Regions from separate parts of the Mus musculus genome. Here all the other regions are linked to region 3. A link is a contact called in public Hi-C and promoter capture Hi-C data. All regions are on one chromosome and are shown on one strand. Each heading gives the region's core, a stretch centred on a gene start, on an enhancer-like site or on the middle of the called end of the contact. The rest is flanking DNA. Distances are from core to core; before and after follow the strand shown.

What was found. Promoter capture Hi-C pulls out the DNA fragments that hold promoters and counts their contacts. Hi-C and Micro-C count contacts between places; a contact is called where the count stands out from the background.
Region 1: a promoter capture Hi-C map of liver shows a contact between it and region 3, with 5 times the contacts expected there. The contact joins the promoter of Rad50 here to the promoter of 9530068E07Rik in region 3. A contact is called at or near these places in 6 of 39 promoter capture datasets (the 3T3-L1 cell line, cranial neural crest, frontonasal cranial neural crest and 3 more).
Region 2: a contact with region 3 is called in a promoter capture Hi-C map of hippocampal neurons, with 3 times the contacts expected there. The contact joins the promoter of Pdlim4 here to the promoter of 9530068E07Rik in region 3. A contact is called at or near these places in 3 of 39 promoter capture datasets (hippocampal neurons, liver and pre-B cells).
Region 4: a contact with region 3 is called in a promoter capture Hi-C map of hippocampal neurons, with 4 times the contacts expected there. The contact joins the promoter of Slc22a21 here to the promoter of 9530068E07Rik in region 3. A contact is called at or near these places in 2 of 39 promoter capture datasets (cranial neural crest and hippocampal neurons).
Region 5: a promoter capture Hi-C map of embryonic stem cells shows a contact between it and region 3, with 5 times the contacts expected there. The contact joins the promoter of Kif3a here to the promoter of 9530068E07Rik in region 3. A contact is called at or near these places in 1 of 39 promoter capture datasets (embryonic stem cells) and 2 of 115 datasets of contacts at active chromatin or transcription factors (astrocytes and embryonic forebrain).
Region 6: a contact with region 3 is called in a Hi-C map of B cells, with 5 read pairs. The contact joins the promoter of Grm6 here to the promoter of 9530068E07Rik in region 3. A contact is called at or near these places in 1 of 39 promoter capture datasets (liver) and 1 of 484 Hi-C or Micro-C datasets (B cells).
Region 7: a contact with region 3 is called in a promoter capture Hi-C map of hippocampal neurons, with 4 times the contacts expected there. The contact joins the promoter of Slc22a5 here to the promoter of 9530068E07Rik in region 3. A contact is called at or near these places in 2 of 39 promoter capture datasets (hippocampal neurons and liver) and 1 of 115 datasets of contacts at active chromatin or transcription factors (astrocytes).

What each region holds. Positions count from the first base shown.
Region 1 is chr11:53,705,643-53,708,605 of GRCm38.p6, forward strand. It overlaps Rad50 (RAD50 double strand break repair protein), which reads right to left and starts at 1,677. Exons shown (of 25, transcript NM_009012.2): 1 at 1,285-1,677; 2 at 343-426. The coding sequence starts at 1,413.
Region 2 is chr11:54,067,740-54,070,439 of GRCm38.p6, forward strand. Pdlim4 (PDZ and LIM domain 4) reads right to left here and starts at 1,278. Exons shown (of 7, transcript NM_019417.3): 1 at 1,101-1,278. The coding sequence starts at 1,193.
Region 3 is chr11:52,395,048-52,397,970 of GRCm38.p6, forward strand. 9530068E07Rik (RIKEN cDNA 9530068E07 gene) reads left to right here and starts at 1,381. Exons shown (of 3, transcript NM_153117.2): 1 at 1,381-1,556. The coding sequence starts at 1,421.
Region 4 is chr11:53,978,960-53,981,743 of GRCm38.p6, forward strand. It overlaps Slc22a21 (solute carrier family 22 (organic cation transporter), member 21), which reads right to left and starts at 1,374. Exons shown (of 10, transcript NM_019723.3): 1 at 506-1,374. The coding sequence starts at 898. Gm30927 (predicted gene, 30927) reads left to right here and starts at 1,072. Exons shown (of 4, transcript NR_168634.1): 1 at 1,072-1,378; 2 at 2,350-2,438.
Region 5 is chr11:53,565,982-53,568,730 of GRCm38.p6, forward strand. It overlaps Kif3a (kinesin family member 3A), which reads left to right and starts at 1,388. Exons shown (of 18, transcript NM_008443.4): 1 at 1,388-1,550. The coding sequence starts at 1,545. It overlaps A430108G06Rik (RIKEN cDNA A430108G06 gene), which reads right to left and starts at 1,332. Exons shown (of 2, transcript NR_168001.1): 1 at 856-1,332.
Region 6 is chr11:50,849,190-50,852,083 of GRCm38.p6, forward strand. It overlaps Grm6 (glutamate receptor, metabotropic 6), which reads left to right and starts at 1,496. Exons shown (of 11, transcript NM_173372.2): 1 at 1,496-1,650; 2 at 1,942-2,438. The coding sequence starts at 1,953.
Region 7 is chr11:53,889,936-53,893,051 of GRCm38.p6, forward strand. It overlaps Slc22a5 (solute carrier family 22 (organic cation transporter), member 5), which reads right to left and starts at 1,768. Exons shown (of 10, transcript NM_011396.3): 1 at 1,212-1,768. The coding sequence starts at 1,604.

The sequences.
Region 1 (2,963 bases), core at 427-2,926, 1.3 Mb after region 3:
ATTCTCCCCTCACCCTTCTTAAGTTTGACCCTGGCGTGACCAGCAAATGTGTTTACCTGCTCTTGTCAGCCCTATTGTGCTTTAATAACTTCACACTGTATGACAGTGCTCTGGGGGGAAAACCCCGAAATGTACCATTAGATAGGACTATGATCTCTGCTGGGTTAAACAGTACATAGGAAAATAAAAATGCCAACAATGGTTATCACTGGGTGCGTCCACTGCAGGTGACCATCTTCTCTGCATACTTTCCACTCTAAGGTCCTCTACAATAAGCAACCACTACTTTTAGAATTATAAAAATTTAATTCTTAAAATACAAAACTTTACAGACACCATTACCTTGGGATCATGAACAAATGTATTTCCTTTGGTTCCAGGAGGGAAATCTCCAGTACAAATATACTTTAGACATTCAATGATGGTCTAAAAAAAGAGCAAGTTGTGTGTTATTTAGTGATGAGAACCACAGTAGTTTATGACAAATATTCATTCACAGCCAGGTGTGGAGGTGTGTATCTACAATTCTAGCATTTGGTGGACAAGAAGATCAGGTCAGCCTAAGCTATGTGGGATGCTGTGTCCAAAATAAATAAATTAAATAATAGCAAAAAATATGTATACATGTAGCTAGTGATTATAAGCGCTTTATTATGTCTTCCTTCCAGGAGATCAAGGCTAAGAACAGACCTGGTACAATGTCAAGTAACATTTCCACATAAAAGTCCACCTCCTGACATTCAACATCCAAGTTGGTATTTCTGGCTATCTTGCAACTTATTGTGTAGATCAAACTGGCCTCAAACTCATAGAAATGGGCATGTCTCTGCCAATCTAGGATTAAACGAGTGTGTCACAACGCATTGCCCAAATCTTCAGAAGTAATAAAATAATTTTCCAGCGTTAGGGCTACTCTATCAGCTTCATGTCCACAATAAGTCTTTTTTTTTCCATCGTTATGTTTTACCAGTAGACATGTTTTGCAACTCTAGGTTACCTATCTCTCATATTTAAAAAAAAAGCTTTTTGGAGGGGCTTTTGGGAGGTCCCAGTTGGGCACAGGTAGGTGGCGAGAGTCTGCTACGCTTCCGGAACTAGGGGGCGGGGCTGGGAAGCAGGGGCGCAGCCGGCCTTCCCCGGGAACGAGATGCCAGAGCGGAGCGCACGCGTGGGCTTCCGACACTCCGAGTTGCTGGGCCGGACCGGCTCTGAGGTCCCCGAGGCCCACGCAGCGCGCAGGGCGACGCCCTAAACACCTTCTGGGGCCCTCGCCTCAGGACTTACCGTCTTCCCCGCCCCATTGGGTCCAACCAAAATTGTGAGGGGGCTGAAGAAAGAGATAATCTGCTTATCTTTATCCTCTATCCCAAAACTTCGCACGCCCAGAATGCTCATCTTTTCGATCCGGGACATGTTTGCACCACGTTCCTTTACTCAGTGCCAGGGGCGAGTTTTAACCTCAAGGCGGAAGCTGGGCAAGCCGGGAAGGAACGCCGCGAGAGGACCCAAAAGTTCCGAACACGCGCTGCGAGCAGGAGCTCCGGTGGCGAGAGCACTTCCGGCCCCGCGGGCTTCGGTTTCCCGGGAGGGCGCGGGCCGGTTAGGGTCTGCACAGCCCAGAAAAGCCAAGCGAGCCAGCAACCGTAAGCTCGCACATTCCCGCCTCGCACGACCTGGGGTCACGTGGGGGCGGGCGCGTACTTGTCCACGCCTCTCGCACGCCCGGGGCATGCCGGGAAGTGGGAGTCCTAAGCAACACGAGCAGGACGAGTAGCTGTTGTCTTTTAGAAGTTGGGCAGGGAGGCAGCTGCCACCTATCACTGTTTGCTTTGACGTTTTGAGATCGGGTCTAGCTCTGTAGGCTCGAACTTGCGATTCTCCTGCCTCAGTCTTCCAAGCGTCGCTATTACAGAGCCTCCTAGCCCATCTTAAGTAGCGAAGACCATACTTTACGTCCACATTTGGATCCCTGGACCGCATGGGTAGGCTGGGGTGCAGTCGGAGACCCCAGTTAGTGGTTTGTTAATGACATCTACTGTACGGACAGTACTGTTTAACAGCGTTTTTCACTGTCACTTTTTATTATTATTATTATTTTTTTTTTTTTTTTTGGTTTTTCACTTTATAGTGGCGAGTAGTTTCTCTTGATCACGTGACTGTGGTGCTGCCATTACAATAGACTGCACTCTTGTATATATTTTTCCTTTAGAATAAATCAGTTTTCATTTCTACTAAGCTGTAAATGTTGCTAGTTAATGCTTACATAGGCTTGTGTTGAGATCCTTGCAGAGCTAATGGTTTTGTGAGCTGGAGAGGTGGCTCAGTGGTTAAGAGCACTTGCTCTTGCAGATTGTCGGGGTTCAATTCCCAGCACCCACATGGTGGCCCCAACCATCTGTAATTCCAGTTCCAGGGGATCTAACACCCTCTTCTGACCTCCCTGAGTTCCAGGCATAGACATGCTGTAATACATGCAGGCAATACACAAAGTATATATGTGTGTGTAGGCTTTTTTTAAAGTTTTGCCACTGAACTATTAGTAACATATACAATGCCTCCACCCTCAGCAGTATTTAAAAGTGCAAAAGGAGTTTAAGACCAAAAGTTTGTGGACCCAAAACCAGATGCTGTTCCAAGACAGGGTTCTTATAAGTAGGAAGAAAGTCCGCTCCTGTCAACAAGGTCACAAGGTAGGAATTAGGTAGAAAGGGGCTGGCTATGGAGGCTCAAACCTGTAATTCCTGCACTCAGGTGAGTGACTGAGGCAGGAGGATGCCTTTCACTGTTAAGTGTGGACTAAGAGTGAGACCCTGTCTCATACAAAAATAAAAGGCTGGCCTGGCGTGCCCAGCCCTGATTCATAGATCAACAGCACAACTCTTGGACCTAGGCTCACAGAACATGTCAGAAGAGGGGGTGAAGAGATTGTAAGAACCAGAGGTCCAGGAAACCTGTGAGATTGT
Region 2 (2,700 bases), core at 28-2,527, 1.7 Mb after region 3:
CTGAAGGCATACCTCACTTGGCCCCAGGGACCTAGTGGTAAAGACAGATGTTGGAAGCCTCCTAGGACAGCTGGTCCTGCCTGTCACCCAGGCCCCCATATAGAGGATTCCACAATTCCACACCCACCCAGTGACTACCTCTTCCCAAGAACTGAAAAAGAAATCTCGAAAGCTTAGCCCAGCCTTCAGGGCCAGAAGAAGCAGCAAAGTGGTTCTCCAGTCCCCCGACACACTTCCCCAAAGACTCAAGCAGCCTCTGTGGGGTGAAGGGATGTCCACATCTGTCCCCTCCTTCTGGACCCAGAGCCACTAAGGGCAGAGCCTGGGTTCTCTTCTCTTTTGGCTCCAAGGCTGGGGAATCCCTGCCTCAGGCCGGAGCTCCTCCCTGCTCTATCTTCAGACCAACTCCCTCTCCAGGGCTGTGCCCCCTCCTCTTTGCCTCTGCCTTAGATCTAGGAGCAGGGTATGATCCTGGGACCCGTGGGGAACTGGGCTGAGGCTGTCCTGGTCCATGGCTTTGTGTTGGTTTGTAAGGAGGGGGAACCATGCCTCATTGTCTCCCCCTTGCCTGGAAGCTAACAGTCCCTCTTGGTCACTTCCCCCAGAGTGACTGAGGCCAGAGAGGAGAAACTGAAGTTCAGAGTGGGGAAGTGGGTGGACTTCCGAGGACAGCAAGACCCTCCTAAGGCCACCCGGACCTTTAACAGGGGAAGTGGGTTTTCAGTTACTTTGCCCCAAAACTTCAGGCAGGGTTGGATCTGAGGAGTTTCTGGGCCTCTGTAGAGCTGTCCAGACTCCTGGCCCATGTCTGAGGGTTCTTCCCTGGCCCACAGCAACTTCCCCTAAAGAAACTTAGCAGCGGGAAGTTGGTGTATGAACTCTTGGGGATTCTCACCACCAAACGGGGCAGGCAGGCTGTGCGGGAAGCGGGGTGGGACTGTGTTGCCCTGCTGGAACCCCCCTTCACATTATGTGGGTCACCAAGACCAACACTCTGCTTTCAAGCTTTCGACACGTCGAGGATCTGGGTCCTGGGTCTACTACAAGGACAAGGTCTAAGCCCCGGGACTACCCCGCTGCCCCGCGGGGGTCGGACTCACCCGCGAGATGGTGAGGGGAGCACTGAAGTCCCGGCCGCCCACCAGGCGGAAGCCCCAGGGTGAAGGGCCGCGCAGGGTCACCGAGTGGGTCATCGCGGGCCGGAGCTGCAGCCAGAGCTGGAGCCGGACACGGAGGAGTCGCCGCCGCTGTTGCCGCCGCCTGGCCGCCGCGCCCCGCCCCCGGGCTGCCCGCCCCCGATCCCCCCTCCGTTCGTGCCCGCGCCCCGCGCGCACACCGATTGGTCCCGCGGACTCCCGACCCTCCCACTTTGGGGGCTCCGAGGACCCGCCCCTCACTTTCCCAGGCTAAACCCCGCACCCCCCACCCGCTTATTGAAGCCCCCAGAATAGGGTCCGCTTGGATGTCTGAGTTCTGCCTGGCTGAGGAGCCGAGCAGGCTGTGGAAACTCAGACACTAGGCACCGGCCCTTTGAAGTCGCTTTTACGGGCCGGTGCTCTAGCCCGGGGAGGGATGCAGGACTGCGGTGGCTCTGATGGGGGATGGGGCCGTGCCTTGTTCCCAAACCACTTCCACGTTCTGGCGGGCCAACCTGCCTCCCCACCTTTCAGCGCATGGAACCCTCTGAACACCGGCACACTTAGAACCTTGGGCTTGAGAAGCCCTGGACTAGGGACACAGACCCAAGACAGCAGCAGGCCATGGATCTATTTGGTGGGCTACGGGGGGCGTGGGTGCAGTAGAAATAGAAAGGTGCCCAAACTAGTTTGCAAAGGCAAAGCTGATCTCCTAGAGGAGTTGACCTTTTTCTGGCATCTAGAAGCAAGGCGCATGTTTTTTTTTTCCAGGTACCCCACCCCCCACCCTCGGCTTCTTGGGCCTTGTCTTGTTTCCATCTCCCTTCAGGTCATCTTGTCTGCCAGGGGTGTTGTATCTCTTAGCTTTCTGGAAAGGAGAGCAGGCTGGAGCAGTGCCTGTCTCCCAGTGGAGGAGCAGAAGTATTTGGAGCTCGCCCCCACCCCACTCTCCAGGGCTCCTCTCTTCCCCAAGTCTTCACTTCCAACCACTGTGTGCCCGGATGTCCTTTAACAGCTTCTGGAGGTACAATGGTTTGGCCAGACTACTCTCTGGGTACCTCAGTCTGACCACATCAGCCATCAATTGCTTCTCCATACCCAGAGGAGGCAAGATCCTAGTTAGTCAATATTCTTGGCAACCCTGTGTTCTCTCTTACCCTGTTGTGACATGTGACACGTGAGTGACTCGGACTGTGTGTGTGTGATGCTGATGCTCACAGGGTAAGAGATGAGAGGGACCACTGAATCTCCTACATCTGGAAAAGAGAAGAACTGTCAGAGAGCTACAATGTAGGGGTGTCTGTCCTGATGTCTTCCTGGTGACAAAGAGTAGGACAACTTGAGAGGTACCAAGTAGGAGATCCCAGGCCGCTTGAGAGGTACCAAGTAGGAGGTCCCAGGCCGGGATGTCCTCCTGGTAGGGAGGGTGCTGCTATCCCCTCAGGTGGGAGAGGAGTGACATGGATTGAGTGTGTGACACGGATGCATGCTTGAGTGTGTGGAGAGTGAGAGGGACACACAGATGTTGGGCTCGCAATACTGTGTGGCAGAGGTTTGTGCTCGG
Region 3 (2,923 bases), core at 131-2,630:
GCTAGAGAAAGTACCCAAGGAGCTAAAGGGGTCTGCAACCCTATAGGTAGAACAACAATATGAACTAACCAGTACCCCCGGAGCTTGTGTCTCTAGCTGCATATGTAGCATAAGATGGCCTAGTCGGCTCGGCCATCATTGGGAAGAGAGGCCCCTTGGTCTTGCAAACTTTATATGCCTCAGTACAGGGGAACGCCAGGGCCAAGAAGTGGGAGTGGGTGGGTAGGGGAGTGGGGGGGGATATGGGGGACTTTTGGGATAGCATTTGAAATGTAAATGAAGAAAATACCTAATTAAAAAATAAAATTAAAAAAAAAAGGAATTTTGAGGCCAGCCTGGGCCACTTGAGATCTTGTTTCAAAACCAAAACCAAAAGGGTGCTGGAGAAATTATTCAACAGTTTAGAGCAATTGTGCTTGTAGAGGACCAGGGTGTGGTTCCCAGGAGCCACATGGGGTGGCTCATAATCACAGCAACCTCCAGCTCCAGGGGAGTAGACGCCCTCTTCTGGCACTGGAGGGCATTTGAACTTACACACAATTTTACTCTTTCTTTATTGTTTCTTTAATGCTTATTTTATCATTATTATTTTTTGAGACAGGGTTTCTCTGTGTAGCCCTGGCTGTTCTATAATCGCTTTGTAGACCAGGCTGGACTCGAATTCACTTAGATTTACCTGCTTCTGCGTCCTGAGTGCTGAAACTAAAGATATGCACTATCACACCTGGCTAGTTTTAATTCAGAAATGATTGCTTGCATATATGTTTGTGTACCCCATATGCCTAATGCCTGTGGAGATCAAAAGAGGTCTTATAGTCAGATCCCCTGGAACTGGAGTTAGAGGTGGCTGTGAGCTGTTTAATCTGAGTGCTGGGAACCAAACCCAGTCCTTTGCAAGAGTAGCAAATGCTCTCAACAGCTGAACATTCTCTCCAGCTCCATATATATATATATAATCTTTCTTAAGTGTATTAAACTTGTGTGTAGTTGTTTTACTTATGAGTTTCTGCATCAGTTATACGTCTAGTGTTTGAGGATGCCTAAAGAGGGCACCGTATACCCTGGGACAGATGGGTGTGAGTCCTCACATACAGGGGTGCTTGGAATCGAACCCAGGAGCTCTGGGGGAATCAGCCAGTGCTCTTAAGCGATGACCCCTGAAATACATCTCAAAGATGACAACGATAAACCACAGAGCAAAACAAAAAACCACCAGTTGAAAATAAATCCGTCCCATTCGCCTTTTTTTTTTTTTTTTTTTTTAAGCACCCTTTTCTACACTCCCACGCTAACCTTTCGGGTTCAGAGATGCAACGTCATCACGCCGGGACGTAGCTGCTTCGGGAGTGCGCTTCGGACGCGTATCTGACGTCACCTCGCAGAACCTAGCAACAGCGCAGGCTCGGGGGCCGAGTCCGTTATGGCCGCCTCCGCCCTGGGCAGAATGTGCGGGGCTGCACGAGAGAAGCTGTCTCCCGGGCCGGGCGCCCGGGGCCTCGGGGCTCTGGCGCGATCTCTGGTGCTGGCGTTGCTGCTCGTGCCCGTCCTGTGCTCTGGTAATGAACGCAGGGAGACGGCGAGGGACCGGGTCGGGCCCGACGGGGACGGAGCGCCGCCGACTCACGGTGGTTCCCACCGGCCGAGTTCCCGCGCCCAGGGCTGGGCCCGAGTTGGGAAGCGCTCCCAGTGCGGTCTCCCCAGGCCTGAGAAGTGGGGTTGTGAGATTCAGAGACCCGAGTAGGTGGGCGGGGACGGGAAGTCCCCGTGTCGTGGACGGAGTCTCTGAGAATACACTCCCTGGAGGAAGGGCGCTCGGTGTGGAGGGGGGAGGTCCCCAAAATGGGGAGTACAGAGATCTCGCAGACTGGATAGGAAACAGGCCGAAGAGATAGTCGGAGTTGGGGAGAGTGATGTTAAGAGAGATGCTTGAGGTTAGAGGGACAAGCAAGGCTAGGCAAGTTTTTGTTTTGTTTTCCCCTTCGAAATGGTGAGGTCAGAGATAAAGATAGGGACAGCGACCCAGTGTTGGGACTGAATTGATTGACTGTTCCAGAGTGGAAGAGGGGAGGAGCTGTTTGTGGATTCCATCTCTGAGGTCTGAGAAGTTCTGGGGCTTTTGGTGTAGAGGCAGAGTCCGGGGACGCTGACCGGCTGAGGGCCTTGGAGGAGGAGTAGAGTTTAGAAACAAAGGGAGAGAGCGTGTCTGCGGCAGATGCCCTTCCTTGAGCTGAGGTTTTACCGAACGCCCTCTCGCCTCATTTGAGAAAAACTTTCTTTTCTTGCAGATGCTATAGCATAAATCAGGATATTAAAGCCGTTCTTGAAAGTGAAATCTGTAAACCGAGGCAGAGATTTAGCAGGAGAAACTGAGCATTGTTGAGTAGTCATATTTTTCTTTCTGTCCAGCGTGCAATCATTTTCTCCCCAAGTCTTTATTGATTTTTTTTTTCAGATGAAAACTTAATGTGAACTGGGGCTGACTTCCTTCTTTGCCCAGGGAGACTCTCCAGCCAATCACCCGTCCCTTTATTACAGTGCTGGGTTGCATACATAGTTTCCTTCCTCAGCAGCACTGAAAGCAGGCAGCTGACTGCCCTAACTGGAGGGTTTTGGAGTCTGTGGGAGGAAAGACTAGGTTTTCCAAGGCTCTTATATCTTGGGTAGAATGTAATGAGGATTTCCCTGGTGGATGCAGACATAATTTTGATCTTTAATCATCTAGAGCAACAGTCTGTAACTGCATCTTTAGGAGTAATCTGACACCTGTGGCTTCTTTGGGTACTGCACCTAAGTTTGTGTCTCACACACACACACACACACACACACACACACATTCTCTCTCTTTCTCTCTAAATGTTACCTTTATTTATTTATTTGAGACACGGTTTCTCTGTGTAGCCCTGCCTGTCTTGGAACTCACTCT
Region 4 (2,784 bases), core at 124-2,623, 1.6 Mb after region 3:
GTCCTTAAGAAGTAACAATCCATCGCTGGCAAATGGAAAACAGTTTCTCCTGGGGCATGGCAAGACTTCATTTTGGGGTAAGGATAGGTGAGGGAAGAAAGAATAACTCCAGAAAGGGTAGAGAGTTTGGAACACACGTTTCTTTAACTTTAAAAAGTTCTGCAAAGAGTCTTTCCTTTCTGAACAGAGGCTAAAACCTGTGGTCTCTTCTCTGGAGCAAGTCTGAATCCGGCCCCTCTGAATCACATCACTACCTCGAGAAAGTCCCACCACTCAGGGTCTCAGGGCATCTCCTAGGGGCAGAACCTTCTGGACTCTATCTTCAATGGGACCCTATGGACGGATGGTCTGCCAGACATTTGTCCTCTGAGGGGCGTACTATGGCTAGAAGTCATCTCATAAAATGTTCTTAAAGGATGCTCATCACCAGGGAGCTTGTGGTTAAACTAAGGAACAACCATTGCCTGCGATGTCACCAGACCCTGACAGGGGGGCTGTCACCTACCTCTGTCACGATGGTGGACAGGAAGATGTCCTTGTCGTACTCCCAGCCATCCAGGCAGTTCTCCTGCTCCAGCTGCTCCAGGTCCACGTCCCGTCCCGGCTCCAGCCCTAGCTCAGAGAAGTTGGCGATGGTGGCCAGTCGGTAGCGGCGGCATTTCTGAGGCACCTCTGGTCCGTCCTTCGTCTCCATCGGGATACTGTGGTTGCGCCACGCGCTGCTCAGGTTCACGGTGTCTGGTATCCGGCAACGGTGCTCCGGGATCGCCGTCAGGAACACGGCTGACAACCCAGTAAAGCCATTGGGGATGATGCTGGCGCTGAGCAGGAAGAAGATGAGGCGCTGGAAGGTCCCCCACTCGCCCAGGAAGGCGGTCACCTCGTCGTAGTCAAGCATAGAGTCGGCAGCCCACGGCGTCCCGCCGGGAATCCGAGGATACTCGGGCGCAGTGGGCGGCGCACGGTTTGTCCGTGCACGCGGAGCACCAGTCACTCGTCGAAGAGGAGTTCGAGAAAGCGTCGGGAGACGTTTTCCACACGGAGAAGCTCGTGAGTTCCTCCCGCCGCCTCAGACCCCGCCAGCGCCAGAGACACCGAGGACGTGAGGCCATGATGGACTCCGCGCGGAGTCTGGCCTAGACTGCAAGGCCGGCCGTGCAGTCCTGAGGCGAACCGTGGGGTGGGCGCGGCAGGAGTCTGAGTGATCCGTAGTGGGCACTGGACGCGCCTGTACGTGAGGCGGGTCTGGTCCCGGTCTCCGAGCTGGCTGGACAGTGCGGAAGCGGGATGGAGCCTGGCTTCAGAACTGCGCGGGTGTGAGGGAGCCTAGGAGTCCCTTGCCTACTACTCTGAGCTGTTCGCTGAGGAACGCCCTGAGGTAAAGTCCTTCCCAGTCGAGAGCAAGCGAGTCGGGCTGGGGGCGGGGCCGCTGTAGTCCCCGCCCCGAAGCTGCTGCTAGAGGGAGGGACGGGTCTTCTCAAGCCACACCCCCCGAGCGAGTCGGGCTGGGGGCGGGGCCGCTGTAGTCCCCGCCCCGAAGCTGCTGCTAGAGGGAGGGATGGGTCTTCTCAAGCCACAACCCCGAGCTGGTCCCCAGGGCTCCTTTGGGGGAAGTTGTGACCAAGCTGGGTGTTGACTTGGAGAAAGGCGTAGGATTTCGGTATGAAACACCCTCTCAACTTTTTGTTATGGGTCAGAAAGGGATTGTATCCCACCAAAAGTCTTCTCCTTCAATGGACCTGAGTTCAATTCCCAGCACGCATTGGAGGCTTACAACCTTCTGGTAACTCCAGTTCCGGGGGAACTAATCCCCTTTTCTGGTCCCCTGTCACATATAGTGCACAGACATACATGCAATCAAAACGCCCACTCACATAATGTCATATTATAATAATCATTAAGAGATTGAGACAAATTTTGAGGCTGTGGTCATGAGGCTGTGGGCAATGAATTTCAATTTCTAGGCTCTGTTCTGTGCTTTATGTTTTTAAAGATTAAGAAATCATTCAGTTATTCATCAAATCGACTTAAGCAAATATAAAAATTTAACTTCAAGATTAAGGATCTTAGTCTAGGATTATACCCTCAAATTAGTTATTTTTTACAGTTAATTCAGGAGCTGACTGGTGATCTACATAGTTCCAGGCCAGTCAGGACTACACAGTGAAACCCGTCTTAAAACAAACACAGAGCCTTACAATGAAATCCATTGTTTTGTGCAAATAGTATTTCCTAAAATTAAAAAGATAAGGTATAAAAATAGCAATTGTGTAATTCTAAAGTAATATTGTCAAATGAAATGAGAAGTTACATTTATAATTTTATTTATTTATTTATTTACTTATTTAGATGGGGCCTACTGTATTTCCCTGGCTTTACCTGCAACTTTGGTCACAAATGACCACCTGCCTCATCCTCTCTAGTAGCAGGGACAACAGGTGTGTACAGCAGATGCACATTATCATTAAAATTGTCTTGGTAGCTGTTGTATTCGTAACTTTTCTGGTTACAGAGACAAAAGCAATTTAAGGGAGAAGAGGTTTGGGCTTGTGCTTAGAGGGTAGAGTCGGTCACTCTGGGAAGGCCGGGTGGCAGGAGTCAGCTTGTCACAGTCGCCTCAGTCAGGAAGCCAGGAGAGAGAAATGCTGGTGCTCAGCTTGCTTTCTCTCCTCTTACTTAGTCCTGGACCAAAGGCCATGGAACAGATGCTGCCTCTCTGAGGGTCACTCTTCTCACTCCAACTAATGAGATCTAGAAGCTTCCTCACAGACACCTAGAGGTTTC
Region 5 (2,749 bases), core at 138-2,637, 1.2 Mb after region 3:
GGTGGTCTACATGACCATAAGAAATGGGTATTTTACCTTCTCCTACTCAGCATCTTTGAGAAGTAATACAAAACATGTTTCTAATAGTCAAGACTAACTGTGATGTATTGAAGAGGAAGTTTTGAAAGAAGACTTTTTTTTTCTTTTTTTTTGAGACAGGGCTTCTCTGTGTAACCATGGCTGTCCTGGAACTCACTCTGTCAACCAGGCTGCCCTTAAACTCAGAAATCCGCCTGCCTCTGCCTCCCAAGTGCTGGGATTAAAGGGGTGCGCCACCACTGCCCAGCAAAAGAAGACTTTTTTACAATTAAGTATATGTGTGTCTCTATGAGTGGATATATGCATGTGAGTACAGTTCCCACAGAGACCAAAAGAGGGCATGGGATTCCCCTAGAGCTGCAGTTGTGAATGCCTGACCTGAGTGCTGGGACCCTAACTCCAGCCCTTTGCAAGATCAGTATGCATTCTTAACTGCTGAGCCAGTTCTTCAGACCCAAGATGAACATTTTGAATGTTAACACAGAACACACTTTATAATTACTTGCAACTTAAACTCTCCTATAACTTCCGGGTGTGATGAAGATGCCTTTAATGCCAGCACTCGTGAGTCAAAAGATCTCTGTGAGCTCAAGGTCATCCTGGTCTATCCAGTGAGAAACCCCCCCCCCCAAGACAAACCAAAAACAAAACAAACTCTCCCATAACTGAGAAACCCTAAGCAGTTCTGTTGGGCAAATGGCTATTTAGACGGAGCTTCTCCTTTGAGTTAGGTCTCAAACTCCCAACAAATGGTTGAGGTGCCTTTTTCACATATTAAAGCAGACCTGGATGCTCCCAGCATCCCTCAGTCCCTACCTGTTACAGGGTTGGCTGGCATAGTCCACCCCGTGAACCTTCCGGCCCAGGTGCTGAGCTGCCCTTCTGGGGTCCTTCCCTATATAATCCATCCATTTTGACTCTGCTGGTCATTTTCACTTTTTTTCCCCCTTTACCTTCCTGGCCTGTTGGTCTCCTTGGTCTCCGCTCTCTCCTCATATGGCTGGATCAGGGTCCTGTTCATTCAAACTTTTGGTGCAGACAGATAGTAGAGATAAACAGAACCCAACCCCTGATATTCCTCATAAAATAAGGAGTCATCAGAATCTGGTACGCTATTGTCCACTGTTGTTTTCAATATTTGGGACACTGCCAGCGCCGGAAGCTCCTGGCAGTCTGAGCGGGTCAGATGTCCTGGTGGCCTCAACATGAACCAGCTTTACAGAGCAGAGCGATGGCAGCACCCCGCAGGCGTTGCCCCAGTCTAGCGTCCATGGAGATGGACGCGGAAAGGCCTTGCGCATGCGTACTTCAAGAGCCCAGGACACCCGAGATTGGGCGGGGCGAGCTCAGAGTGCGCCTGCGCACTGCCCTCTGTAGCTGTGTGAGCCGCAGTCTCTGGAGCGCTAAGGTGTTGCGGTCGCCTGTGGCCAGCCTCGCCCCCAAACCCGGTGTTGTTGGGCTGCATCCGGAGTGGGGACGTTGGCGGAGCACCGGACGCGGCCACCATGCCGGTGAGGATGGACAGTCGGCCACGGGGGCTTCGGCTCATCGTGTCGGCCCTGCTCGGGGGCGCGGCCGTTGCCATAGAAGCGCGCGGCGGGCGGGGCAGGGTGGCCAGGCCGGGAGGCCTTGGAGGAGAAGGGCGGTGGGGCGGCGGGGCTGGGGTCCGGACGCATCGGGGGCCGCTCGGGACCCGCCCAGTTGCCCCGGAACGCGTTGCATCTCGCCAGGCCTGCTCTGCCAGACAGAAAAGCACCGCGCGGACAGTGGAGGCTTGGTGGCTGCGCGTGGCCACCATGGTCTTGCGGATGCTCGGAACCCCAGAGTCTACGCTCTGGCCCCCTACTTCCCTGGGTATAAGCTGTCATTCCGAGCGGGCACCTTAGCTTATGGTGCAGAATGTAACCTGTAGGTGTCTTTGTGCGAGTATGCGGTGGCGATTTGGTTACCTCCTAGGATTTCACGGATTGTTATCGTGCCATAATAAGGGGGTGGTTGTAAGTCCCATTGGAGAAGACTTGAGCCATGGTAGATTATATATTGGTTATGGGGCCTTCGATGGTTATTTACAGCGTCTGGGCCCTTAGTTCCTACACATTTAAACTTTCCTTCTTGGGGTTTTTATCAAGGCAAAATAAATTAATGCACAGGACACTTGAAGGACAGGGCTTGACATTTAGCACAAAATGCTCAGTGTTTGTTTATATTTATTGCTTTATTGAATAATGAATATTCAACAAAGATTGCGCACTAGCCGTATATATGTTAACTATGCAGGCGGTAAGGTTGTGCTAGGTGTTTTTAATTCAATTTTTATTTTATGTGTATGAGTGTTTGCATGTATGTATGTATGTGCACCACGTGCCAGGGGAAGGAAGAAGAGTGCATGGAATTATTTGGAACTGAAGTTAAAAGCAGTAGTAAGCTGCCATGTGGGTGCTGGAAACTCAGCCCAGGTCCTCTGTAAGGTCCTCTGTAAGTGCTCTTAACCACTGGCCCATCTCTCCAGCCTCATTACCAAAGTTTTGACTTTGGAGAAGAGGTGAAAACCATATACATTTAACAGAGAAAAGACAGCCTTAATAAATGAAGTGAGTAATCTGCATATGGCAGAAATTGGATCTGGTGAATTGGAAAAGGTTTCCATAAAGGAATGCTGGCCTACAGATAACAGATCTACTTTTGTTTTCAAAAGACTTAAATTGCTATA
Region 6 (2,894 bases), core at 246-2,745, 1.5 Mb before region 3:
CAGGGCAGTTGCCATGGGGGGAAGAGGGGAGGTGAGGGAGAATAGAAAGCGAGAAAGGGGGCACAGATGTCCCGACCCGCAGGACCCAGTTATTCAGGGGGTCTGAGGGAGACCTTGCCTGAAAGAGAAACGGGCGGGAAATAAGAGACAGACCAAGTAGATCCATCAAGGTCTGTTTATTGAGAGTAAGGTTACAGAATATAAGCGGCAAGGAGGAAGGAAGTAAAGAGGGAGAAACTTGCCCGTGCCTCAGCCCGCAGGCAGGGGTGGTTCTGCACAACTGCCCGGGAAGGTGCTATCTACTCTTAGCTCAGGGGACATTCTGTGTTTTTTCACAGAAAGTTTGCAGATACTATTATCTGCCCTTGATGTTGTGTCAGCTGTCATTTCAAAAGGTCGGAAGTCTCTCCTCCAGGAGGGAGCGGAACTTTGGCTTATGACTCAGTGTCAGTCCCCAACATCTCTCAAAAGGTCCGAAGTTTCTCACGAAGGAAGGGGAGCTTTGGCTTATGGCTCAATGCCGGTCTCCAACACAGAGAGAGAAGAGAAGGAACAGAAGGAAGAGAGAAAGAGACCAAAATGTCTGGATCACATAGGGAAGAACCTCTGGGAAAAAGGCAGCCCAGCCCCTGGGCTGGAAAGTTCAGGGTGGGAGGCAGGGTATGTCAGGTAGGGACTGGGGGATGCTGGGAGATCCCTGAAGTCAGGTCTGCTTTGATATGCAAACTATGCACCTTGTCCCGGTCCCAAACCAAAAGGGAGAGAACTAACTCTGGCGTGAGAGGGCATGTGCCGCATATCACACACACACACACACACACACACACACACACACACACACACACACACACACACAAAACCATGCACGCTCGCACACGATAGATAATACATACACCAATATCTGAAAAGAGAAAAGGTTCTAGTGGTCAGGACAGAGAATGAAAACGGCAGGAAGGCAAGAAAGTTTGAGAACGTAGGGGGTGGGGTAGGGAGACACTACGAGTGGAATAAGCCACGTTTGGAGAACGTCTAGGCAGATACAGAAATGCAGAACACAGAGAGACCGAGACCAGAGCAGCGTCAGACCGGCTGCAAGGCTCTTGTTAGGGGCTTTAGAAACACCTGTGTGCTCTCCCGGAAGCCTGGTGCAGTCAGAGAGGAAGCTTGCTTCCCAGACAGAGATGACACAGTTTCACAACCTGTCAGACCACCTTGCAGGAGAGACTGAACCCCAGCAACCAGAACCACTTGGCTATGCATGTCCTTTTCTGTTTAAACCTAAGTCTCTGAAGACCGACCAGGGGAGTCCCTGGACTTCTTTGTTCCTCTTCTCGGGGTGGCGGGACTGATTGTGTAAATCTCTTATCTCCAACTTTCACTCTTATCTGTCTCTTTAATCGGCATATTGAGGATGAGTGGCCAAGCTTATTGGTGTTGCTGGGTCAGACAATTTAAAGGCAGTCTAGGGGAGAAGCAGACCCAGGGAGTCAGAGAGGCAGAGAGAGAAGAGAGCCCTTCCTCCACTCTCAAGCTCTGGAGGGGGTCTCTGCCCTCACCCTCATCCCTCCCCAGAATCCTTAAATCCTCTAGACTGTAGCTCTGATTTTACAGCTGTCACAGACTCGTCCTACTAGCCAGAGGTTGGCTCAGGTAAGCACCACTGGGGAGGTAGCCTAGGGTGCGCTGGGGTGGGTCCAGAGGAAGAGCTGCCCAGAACTGTGGGGGAAGGAGCGGGACCGACCATCAACAGGGGGACTTTTCAGGGAGAATGAGAGCAATCCTCTGGAGGCCTGGGAGAGGCTGCTGAGTTGCTGGTGCGCGAGTCACCAACTTTTCCTGCGCTCTCGGTGTCCGGCCAGAATCCCGAAGTGGCAGCTGAGCACGGGGTGGCAGCTTCGTCCGCCGGCTCTCAAGGCGTCCCGGTAACTTCCTTTCCCGCAGTCCAGGAGCAGATGGGGCGGCTCCGAGTGCTGCTGCTGTGGCTAGCCTGGTGGCTGTCGCAGGCGGGCATAGCTCACGGTGCGGGCTCGGTGCGCCTGGCAGGCGGCCTGACGCTGGGCGGCCTCTTCCCGGTGCACGCCCGGGGCGCCGCAGGGCGTGCGTGCGGGACGCTGAAGAAGGAGCAGGGAGTGCACCGGCTGGAGGCGATGCTCTACGCGCTGGACCGCATCAACGCCGACCCGGAGCTCCTGCCCGGTGTGCGACTAGGCGCGCGGCTGCTCGACACCTGCTCGCGGGACACCTACGCTCTGGAGCAGGCGCTGAGCTTCGTGCAGGCGCTCATCCGAGGCCGCGGAGACGGCGAAGAGGCCAGCGTGCGCTGCCCTGGGGGCGTCCCCCCGCTGCGCGCCGCGCCTCCTGAACGCGTCGTGGCGGTGGTGGGCGCCTCAGCTAGCTCCGTGTCCATCATGGTCGCCAATGTCTTGCGCCTGTTTGCGGTGAGGGCGGGCGTCTGTCACCCGTCGTCCCTCCCAGGTGGTCGATACCTTTACTAACTTCTGGAAGAATCTGTTTCAATCTCTCCCAATCATCCAGATTAAAAAGGTTTTGTCCACAGAGGCAGATCAATTTTCCCAGCTTGGTTGGTCTGGCATCTTTGTGTGAAGGGTACCCCTTTCTCCAGAAGTCTGTGTCCTGACAAGGTTGGCTAAGGGCAGATTGAACCTAGACCCACTTGTCCACCCATTCAGGTTCTGCTGACACCTTGTTCAATCTTGCAAGGTGCTTCCTCTCGTGAGCACCTGTAGGTGACAAAGATATTTAGATTTCAGGGGAACTAGGCCCTTCTTTAGAAGTCCTTAGAAGTGGCCCTGAGCTATCCCTGAAAGCAGAGTACTGAAGGGGGGAGTGCCATCCTTTTTTTTTTAATCGACATTTAAATTCCATTTCAAAAT
Region 7 (3,116 bases), core at 518-3,017, 1.5 Mb after region 3:
CCTGATCCTGGCACGATGTCACTTAAGTTAAAAATCCCCAATGGAGCTCAGATTTCATTCTTACTACTTATGTAGTAGGTAAGCACAGGTTTGAACACATCTAACCACAAACTCCCAAAGGAAACAGACAGTGACTCTTGTGGGGATACTCTCTGACTCTACTCTTGAAGAATGATATATACCTGAGAGCCCCTGTAAGGAGGGAAGCTCAGTCTATACCTCCAAGAGTCTTAAATGCCAAACAGGTACTCCTAGCTTCTCCCTACTGCTCCTGAAACCATTTCTTGATGTTGGATCTAGACCTAAGGGCTAACTAAACTCACCAAGAAACTATCTCCAACTGGCCAATCCCAATCCCTGATACTCAATGAACCAGTTGCTCAATAGTATCACAGAAGATTCTTCTCATATTCTGCATATTCAATACTGCTGAGCCTCCAGGAAACTACAGTTGGTGCCCAAGTCCCCAAACACATCCACATGCACCATTAAATGGCCTGCCACACCCCCAGCAGAGTGACTGAGAAATGTCAAAGTCACCCAAGAATAAAGTGCAAGGGGATGAGGAATTAGGTTTCCATCGCTTTTCAGAGTAACCTTACATGCCTTACCGAACCTCTCCAGTGATCTTGTCCCAGAATACTGTGGAAAAGACTCCATACCAACAAGTCACCCTGGATAGATCTGCAGACACATGGGTCCTTAAGAAGTAACAATCCATCGCGGGCAAATGGAAAACAGTTTCTCCTGGGGCATGGCAAGCCTTCATTTTGGGATGAGGACAGGTGAGGGAAGAAAGAATAACTCCAGAAAAGGTAGAGAGTTTGGAACACACGTTTCTTTAACTTTAAAAAGTTCTGCAAAGAGTCTTTCCTTTCTGAACAGAGGCTAAAACTGTGGCCTCTTCTCTGGAGCAAGTCTGAATCCGGCCCCTCTGAATCACATCACTACCTCGAGAAAGTCCCACCCCTCAGGGTCTCAGGGCATCTCCTAAGGGGCAGAACCTTCTGGACTCTATCTTCAATGGGACCCTATGGACGGATGGTCTGCCAGACACTTGTCCCCTGAGGGGCGTACTATGGCTAGAAGTCATCTCATAAAATGTTCCTGGGCCACCTGACTGGAGGATGCTCATCAGCCTGTGCGTTGGACGAAGGGCTACAACCGTCGCCGCGATGTCACCAGACCCTGATAGGGGGGCTGTCACCTACCTCTGTCACGATGGTGGACAGGAAGACGTCCTTGTCGTACTCCCAGCCATCCAGGCAGCTCTCCTGCTCCAGCTGCTCCAGGTCCACGTCCCGCCCCGGCTCCAGCCCTAGCTCAGAGAAGTTGGCGATGGTGGCCAGTCGGTAGCGGCGGCATTTCTGAGGCACCTGTCGTCCGTCCTTCGTCTCCAACGGGATACTGTGGTTGCGCCACGCGCTGCTCAGGTTCACGGTGTGAGGCACAAGGCAACGGTGCTCCGGGGTCCCCGCCAGGAACACGATGGACATACCATTGAAGCCATTGGGGATGATGCTGGCGCTGAGCAGGAAGAAGATGAGGCGCTGGAAGGGCCCCCACTCGCCTAGGAAGGCGGTCACCTCGTCGTAGTCCCGCATGCCGTCCTCAGCCTCCCACAGCGCCCGTATGGGAATAAGGGGACACCGTGGCGCGGGAGACGGGGCGCTGAGAGCCTCTGCGTGCAAGGCTCGTGAGTTCCCACCGACGCCTCCGACTCGGCCACCGCCAACTTTACATAGGGCCTGAGGGCGGGGCGGGCTCTGGGCATGGGCCTGGGCCGCAAGGCCCGCCCCGCCGTCCCGGCTCTGAGGCGCGGCGCGGCGCGGCACGGCGGGGGCGGGGCAGGGGCCTGAGTGACGCACAGTGGGCGCCGGCCATCGGCCGCGCGTGCGCCTGAGGCGGAGCCGAGCTAGGACTCAGAACTAGCTGGGCGGTACAGAAGGCGGGGCTGAACCGGGCTTCAGAACTGTCAGCGAGGGAGGGGTGTGGCTTCATTCGACCACGCCTCCATAGTCTCTACGGGGCCCGGGTTGGGTGAACACTTCTAGTTCCGCCCAGACTGGAAGACTGAGGCGGGGCGTCTGTGAGCCACGCCCCTAACAGGTCCGCTCTAGGGGGCGGAATTGGGTCTTTTCAGGACACTTCCTGGAGCAGGTTCCCAGGGTGCCCTTCTCTTGAGGGAAAGGGTGACTTTGAAAAGTTTGTGTCCAAGGCCATCCTGGGAAGACCATTCTGGGTGTTCAATGGAAAGAGGCTTAGAATTTAAGCAGTAAACAGCCCACCTTCTCAAATTTTTGTTGTGGTTGAGAGATATTGTGAACCTCGGAGAGTCTCATTGACAACGACAGCCTTTGTTGCAGTTTTTCCTGGAAAGACTGCCATCTTTTGTGGCTGCGGAGATAGCTCAGCTAGGACTCTCTTTAAGAGTCCAGATTGCTCCTCCAGAGGACCTTGGCTTGCTTCCTAAAAGGCATAGGGCAGCTCACAGGCCCAGTAGGCATGCACTCGGCACATTAGACAAAACAGACTTGCAGGCAAAACACTCATACACATAAAATAAAATAATAGTTATATATATTTACATATAATATATACATATATTAAAAAGGGGTGGATTTTGAGACTGGTGATGAGAAAGGTGGCAATGAATTTTAATTCCCAGACTATTATGTTCTTAAATTATTTTGTTGTCTTTTGATTTAAGAAATAGTAAAATTTTGACTTCAAGATTAAGGATCTTAGTGTAGGATTAATCTCTCAGATTTGTAATTTTTACAATTAATGCAGGAGCCAACTTGTTAAAAAACCAAAACAAAAACTTACCAGAGTTTGTGGCAAAGGACCTTAATCAAGTCTGGTCTTTATAGCCAGTTCCAGGTTCTCAAATAAACAACAACAACAAACTTTACCATGAAACCCATTATTTTGTCCTAGTAATATATTCTAAAAACCAACAACACCCAAAAACAAAACAAAAAACAAAAAACCGACCAGCAACTGTATGATTCTGAAGCAACACTGTCTAATAAAATAAGAAGTTACCCTTATAATTTTATCTATATTTATTTTTTTGAGATGAGTTTTGCTATATTGCCCTGGCTTGCTCAGTA